Linked DNA regions of Anolis sagrei: region 2 is linked to region 1. The links are chromatin contacts, called in public Hi-C maps. All regions are on one chromosome and are shown on one strand. Each heading gives the region's core, a stretch centred on a gene start, on an enhancer-like site or on the middle of the called end of the contact. The rest is flanking DNA. Distances are from core to core; before and after follow the strand shown. Region 1 holds the start of LOC132769077 (oocyte-specific histone RNA stem-loop-binding protein 2-like). Region 2 holds the start of CDC23 (cell division cycle 23).

Evidence for each region. A called contact is a pair of places that touch in the nucleus more often than the background predicts.
Region 2: a Hi-C map of mixed tissue shows a contact between it and region 1, with 5 times the contacts expected there. The contact joins the promoter of CDC23 here to the promoter of LOC132769077 in region 1. A contact is called at or near these places in 2 of 2 Hi-C or Micro-C datasets (both in mixed tissue).

Annotation. Positions count from the first base shown.
Region 1 is chr2:76,161,574-76,165,262 of rAnoSag1.mat, reverse strand. LOC132769077 (oocyte-specific histone RNA stem-loop-binding protein 2-like) reads left to right here and starts at 1,979. Exons shown (of 6, transcript XM_067464795.1): 1 at 1,979-2,257. The coding sequence starts at 2,205. CDC25C (cell division cycle 25C) reads right to left here and starts at 1,813. Exons shown (of 15, transcript XM_060765691.2): 1 at 1,584-1,813; 2 at 175-375. The coding sequence starts at 362.
Region 2 is chr2:76,295,517-76,299,205 of rAnoSag1.mat, reverse strand. CDC23 (cell division cycle 23) reads right to left here and starts at 1,577. Exons shown (of 16, transcript XM_060765688.2): 1 at 1,394-1,577. The coding sequence starts at 1,545.

The DNA of each region.
Region 1 (3,689 bases), core at 730-3,229:
TGGTCCCTGGTCAAAAAAGGTTGGGAACCACTGCATTATATACAATGGCGCAGTAAAATCAAGGTTTATCTAAAATGGCAAAATCAAGATCTTGGAACCTGTGGATGCAGAATCCATGGATACAAAGAGCTGACTGTATTTTCCATTCCACATAACTGCCCTGAACATATTTACCCTCCTAGTGTGCTGAGGTTCCCAAAATCCCAGGTTATACTCAAGACTGGAGTAAGAGGTAGTTGTGGAGAAAGAGGTGGAGAGATCTCTGATTCCCGGAAAGTATTAAGCACCGTCCTGCAGCCAGATCGAAACCCAAGGTCTGAACGAAGCACATCCGCTTCAGTGGGAGGAATGCTCTCTGACATGATGAGCAGACACCTGAAGACAGACATATACACAACTTACTATTACTCCTTTCCCCCCTACTACAGATTGAGCATTCCATATTCAAAAAACCCAAATCTTCCAAAATTGTCCACACGGGTGGCTGAGACAGGGACATCTGTTCTTCCTGAAACAAACTTTTTCTCATGCACTAAATTAGCAAAAATAATTCCCCTGACAGTACATTGTTCTGCTCCTTTGACACCATTTAAGGCAAAATACAGTTTGAGCATCCCTTGTCTAAAATTTCATAATCCTCTAAAATCCAAAAAGGCCCACCAGGGTGGCAGAGATAGCAACACCTTTGCTTTTTCTGACATTGATTCAATGTACACAAACTTTGTTTCATGCACAAAGTTATTTTTATTTTACAATAATTGCATATAAAGTTCCTTTTTGCCTATGTGTGTAAAAGTACACATAAAATATAAATGAATTTTGTGTTTAAGTTTGGGCCCCGTCACCAAGATCTTTCATTAAAAGGTAAAGGTTGTCCCCTGACATTAAGTCCAGTCATGTCTGACTCTGGGGTGTGGTGCTCATCTCCATTTCTGAGCCGAAGAGCCGCCGTTGTCCATAGACACCTCCAAGGTCATGTGGCTAGCATGACTGCATGGATATTTCATTATGTATATGTAAATATCCTAAAATATGAAATGCTTCTGTTGCCACGTATTTCAGATAAGGATGATTCAACCTGTATAAACAGAAAGAAACAGCACAAGCACTAGAACCACGAATGCATCTATACTGAGCATGGGCAAACTTCGGCCCTCCAGGTGTTTTGGACTTCAACTCCCACAATTCCTGGCCTTAGGCCTTTTCCTTTCCCCCCTCAGCCGCTTAAGCTTAAGCAGCTGAGGGGGGAAAGGAAGGGGCCTGAGGCCAGGAATTGTGGGAGTTGAAGTCCAAAACACCTGGAGGGCCAAAGTTTGCTCATACCCATCTATACTATAAAATTAATGCAGTTTGACACCACTTTAATTGCCATTCCTCGATGCTATGGGATCATGGGAGGTGTAGTTTTGCACACTTTTAGCCTTCTCTACCAAGAGAGCTGGTGCCTCAACAAACTACAAATCCCAGAACTCCATAGCAGTGGTCCAGGAGAATTAAAGTGGTTTCAAACTGAATTAATTCTAGGTGTAGGTGAACCTATGTCCAGCTACAGAGATAAAAGGTATTATATGGTCGAAACCCACCTTAAGGGGTGTCAGTGGTGCTTTAGAAAAGTCAAACCCGTTGGATCTTGTCCACTAACAAGGCTGGCTGGCTGCAGGTTCTGCAATTAAGACAGCAATACGAATTGGCAGCCCCCAGTTCCGCGCAGTCTCAACAAGTCCTTCAAAAAGTCCCCCCTTCCTTGTGGACAAACTGACCCACCCCGCCCTTCCCGTCAAGAACACAATTGAATGTCAGACTATTCAATTTGCCGCCCTAACATCAACCAATCACAAGCCACGCCCTCCGCCCTCCCAGCCAATCAGCGAAGCCCAGAAGAAGAAAAGCTCCGGCTGTCCTTTCAACAGCTTTCTCATTGGTCCGATGCTCGCAGTGACGTCAAGGAGGAGGGCGCGTGGAAAAGCTTATTGGAAGAAGCCGCGGTAGGCGGGGACTTCCTGATCCTTTTTGTTATTTTTCGGCGGTGGAGGATAGCCAACCTGATCCAGTCCAGCCAATCACTGAACAGAGGACTTACCCAACCCGATGCGATTGGTTGGAGATGCGTTCCAGGCTCCGCCCTGCCTTTCACGAGGAGGGAGATTTAAACCGTGGAGGTGGAGACAGACTCCTTAGAACTACGCCGGTGATGTTCTTGGTGGATGATGCAGTGTGGACGAATTGGGACTGAGAGCTGGGCTCCCGGGAGCAGCAGGTAACAGACTGTGGAAGGAGAGGCAGCCTAGCAGTCCTAAACAGGGCTAAGGGAAGATAGTTATTGATTTACGACATTTATATGCCGCCCTTCTCACCCGGAAGGGGACTCAGAGTGGTTTACAAGATATATATATATAGATACATACATACACACACACACACACATATACAGATACACTATATTATGTTATTAGCATAGTACAATTTCAGTATTAAATATTACTATATTGTACTACACCATTATACTTTGGCCACATCATGAGGAGACAGCAAAGCCTAGAGAAGACAATTATGCTGGGGAAAGTGGAAGGCAAAAGGAAGAGGGGCCGACCAAGGGCAAGATGGATGGATGGCATCCTTGAAGTGACTGGAGTGACCTTGAAGGAGCTGGGGGTGGTGACGGCCGACAGGGAGCTCTGGCGTGGACTGGTCCATGAGGTCACGAAGAGTCGGAGACGACTGAACAAATGAACAACAACAACATTAGTAATTACATGTAATATAAATATTTAATTATAATATCATATTATTATAATTATGGAGAAGAGCAAACCACTGACCACCTGCTGCAATGCAACCTGAGCCCTGCTACATGCACAATGGAGGACCTTCTTGCAGCAACACCAGAGGCACTCCAAGTGACCAGATACTGGTCAAAGGACATTTAATCAACTACCAAACCTGCCAATTTTGTTATTTGTCTGTTTGTTTGTTTGCTTTTGTTCTGTTAGAAATGTAATACAATTATCTGGTTGCCCCTGACACGATAAATAAATAATAAATAAATAAATAGTAGTATATTGCATTACATTATATTATTATAAATATTCTGTTAGTCTACATTATATTATATTATACTGCCCTGAGTCACCCATGGGCTGAGAAGAGCAGTATATAAAAATGGTAAATAAATAAATGAATAATATTATATTAATGTATTCTCGAAGGCTTTCATGGCTGGCATCGCTGGGTTGTTGTAGGTTTTTCGGGCTATATGGCCATGTTCTAGAGCAGGGGTCCTCAAACTAAGGCCTGGGGGCTAGATGCGGCCCTCCAAGGCTCCCGCTCAGGGTCAACCTAAGTCTGAAATGACTTGAAAGCACACAACAACAACAACAACAATAATCCTATCTCATGAGCCAAAAGCAGGCCCACACTTCCCATTGAAATACTAAAACGTTTATATTTGTTAAAATTATTCTTCATTTTAAATATTGTATTGTCTTAAGTGTTTGGGTTTTTTTGCACTACAAATAACACATGTGCAGTGTGCATAGGAATTCATTTTTTTTTCAAATTCTAATCCAGCCCTCCAACAGTTTGACAGACTGACCTGGTCCTCTGTTTAAAAAGTTTGAGGACCCCTGTTCTAGAGGCATTTTCTCCTGACGTTTCACCTGCATCTATGGCAAGCATCCTCAGAGGAGTGA
Region 2 (3,689 bases), core at 328-2,827, 130 kb before region 1:
CCTTTTTTGAAAGGCCTAGGATGAGAAGTATTTTGGATTTCAGAATATTTACACACACACACACACACACACACACACACTGAAATAGAAACATCTTGGCTGTGTGACCCAAGTCAAAACACAGGAATAATTTATTTGTCTCATACATATACTGTAACTTGAAGGTCATTTTATACACAATATTTTAATAATTGTGTGCATGAAACAAAGTTTGTGTACCCTGAGCCACCTGAAAGCAAAGCTTTCCCTACCCCAGAGTGCATTTACACTGTAGAATTAATGCAGTTTGAAACCATTGTAACTGCTATGGCTCAATGCTAGGGAATCATGGGATTTGCAGTTTGGCGAGGCATTAACACTTTTTGGCAGAGAAGGCCTAGTAAAAAGTTACAACTCCTCTGATTTCATAGATTTGACCCCTGGCAGTGAAAGGGATGTCAAATTGCATTAATTCCACAGTGTAGATGCACCCTCAGCGACCTGTGTGGAAAAAATTGTTTTAGTGGGTATAGTCTTTAGATTTGAAAATATATACTGTATTGTTTTTAGCACTGTTCACCACTTTGAGTCTTGTTAAGAGAAAAAGCAGTATATACATTATTATTATTATTATTATTAAGTTCTAGCCACTTGGGAAGTGTCCGACGTGTGATCCAATAAAACAGCCTGCAGAGTGATCGTGTTTGCTGTGAACTCATCTTGTTGTGTTTCAAATAATAATAATAATAATAATAATAATAATAATAATAATGGTTTTGGTGTAATTTGGACTTCTGGTTAAGGCAGACATGGACAAACTTCGGCCCTCCCTCCAGGTGTTTTAGATTTTAACTCCCACAATTCTTAACAGTAGGTTGTTAGGAATTGTGGGAGTTGAAGTCCAAAATACCTGGAGGAAGGACCAAAGTTTGCCCATGCTTGGGTTAAGGGATACTCAATCTGTAGCGTGGAGCAACTTAAAATGCCACATTCACTCAACTCTTTGCTCCAGGATCAGCTCTGCACCAAATCCACATTGGAATTAGGATCAAGGCCTGGGGGAACTCCACTTCCCATCATCCACAGCCCCTCAGTCAAATGTAAGGGGCCCCACATCCCTCCCTTCTGCAGGTCACAATGAGTCCCTCTTGCAGGAGACATGTGTCTCAAACTATCATAGGCCACCACCAACCATCCTCATACCAAGTCTTAACCAGCACCCTCTCCATCCTGCAAAGCCATGGCATACAGATCAATGGATCCCAAGCTCTTGTCCCTCCACATGTTTTTGACTTCAACTCCCAGAAACCCCAGCCAGTTGGACTGATAGCAAGGAATTCTGGGAGTTGAAGTCCATAACCTACGGGTGCACAAGGAGCCCTGAACTAGGACCAAGATCCGCCGGGGCTCTCACCATTTCCCGCTGTGCTGCAGGCCGCGCTCCCGGCTCCGCTCCGCCACGTCCAGCAGCTGCTTTTTGATCGTCCGCAGGTCGGAGAAGTCCGCACTCGCCAAGCCGGCCCCAACCACCGCCGTTGCCGCCACTGACACGCTCGCCGCCGCCATCTTTTCAGAGTGGGCCGTTTCGACCAATCAGGAACTTGGTTTGGGCTCCTGGAAGCGCGCGCAACCAGAAAACGAAGACCCAATTGGACAATGCCTCTGTCGCCCTGTCCCGTTCCTCGACTAATGAAAACGGGAGAAGCACAAACTCGTGGACGGGGATTGGTCGAGAGGTGAGAGTGTCAAGGTGGAGGGGCGGGGCCAGTGGACAAATGACATTGTGGTCCTCCTGCTCACCTACTCAGGCAGTGTTTCGCAACCTGGGGGTCGGGACCCCTGTGGGGGTCGCGAAGGGGTGCTAGAGGGGTCGCCAAAGACCATCAGAAAACATAGTACTTTCTGCTGATCATGCGGGTTCTCTGTGGGAAGTTTGGTCCAATTCTATTGGTGGGGTTCAGAATGCTATTTCATTGTGGGTGAACTATAAATCCCAACAATTACAACTCCCAAATGGCAAGGCTCATTTTCTCCAAACTCTACCAGTGTTCACATTTGGGCATATTGAGTATTTGTGCCAAGTTTGATCCAGATCCATCATTGCTTGAGTCCACAGTGTTCTCTGGAAGTAGGTGAACTACAACTCCAAAAAACTCAAGGTCAATGTCCACCAGACCTTCCCAGTATTTTCTCTTGGTCATGGGAATTCTGTGTGCCAAGTTTGATTCAATTCTATCATTGGTGGAGTTCAGAAGGCTCTTTGATTTTAGGTGAACTATAAATCCCAGCAACTCCAGCATTACCAAATGACAAAATCAATCACCCTCACCAGTATTCAAATTTGGGCGTATTGGGTATTTGTGCCAAATTTGTTCCAGTGACTGAAAATACATCCTGCATATCAGATATTTAGATTACGGATCATAACAGTAGCAAAATTACAATTGTGAAGTAGCAACGAAAATAACATTATGGTTGGGGGTCACCACAACATGAGGACCTGTACTAAGAGGTCGAGGCATTAGGAAGGTTGAGAACCACTGTACTAAGGAATGGAGCTATGGTGTGGGCAAACTTTGGACCTCCCAGTGTCTTGGACTTCCAATTCCCACAATTCCTAAAAGGCTGTAAGGAATTGTGGGCATTGAAATCCAAAACACCGGGAGGGCCGAAGTTTGCCCAGACCTGTTGTACTGTTGCTTATGAAGGAAGGTTGGGAATTTCAGAAAGAAACATCTATTTCTGTTTTGTTGACTATTCTAAAGCCTGTGAGGATCATAATAAATTGTGGAATGAGTATACCAAGGCACCTTGTCTGTCTCCCGAGAAATCTGTATAAGGACCAAGTAGCAACAGTAAGAACTGACCATGGAACAACCGACTGGTTCAAGATTGGGAAAGGCATATGGCAGGGCTGTATACTCTCCCCCAACCTATTCAATTTGTATGCAGAACACATCATGTGATATGAGGGGTTAATGAATGCAAGGCTGGGGTAAAAATTGCTGGAAGAAACCTAACCTTAGATATGCAGATGATACCACTTTGATGACCGAAAGCGAGGAGGAGCTGAGGAGCCTTCTAACCAAGGTGAAAGGAGAAAGTACAAAAGCTGGGTTGCAGTTAAACATTAAAAAAACCAAGATTATGGCAACAAGACTGGCAAATAGAGGGAGAGAACATGGAGGCAGTGACAGACTTTGTATTTCTAGGTGTGAAGATTACTGCAGATGCAGACTGCAGCCAGGAAATTAGAAGGCATTTACTTCTTGGGAGGAGAGCAATGACCAATCTCGATAAAAGAGTAAAACGTAGAGACATCACACTGGCAACGAAGATCCGCACAGTTAAAGCAATGGTATTCCCCGTAGTCACCTACGGATGTGAGAGCTGGGCCATAGGGAAGACTGAGCAAATGAAGATAGATGTTTTTGAACTGTGGTGCTGGAGGAAAGTGCTGAGAGTGCTTTGGACCTTGCATCCTCAAGAACCAACCACCTTATGCAGACGTAATAATACTCAGGACATGAATTTCAGGTTGGCTAATATGTAGCTAGAATCTTGCAAGCCACACACAGCTTAGTGTTCATTTCCATCCCATTTCTGGTTGCATATGATTTGAGCTATCAATCAACAGTAACTGTTTGCTGGACTTTTGATAAAGTTTTTTTTTATAATTTGTTCTTCATTCTTACAACTACTTGATCTTA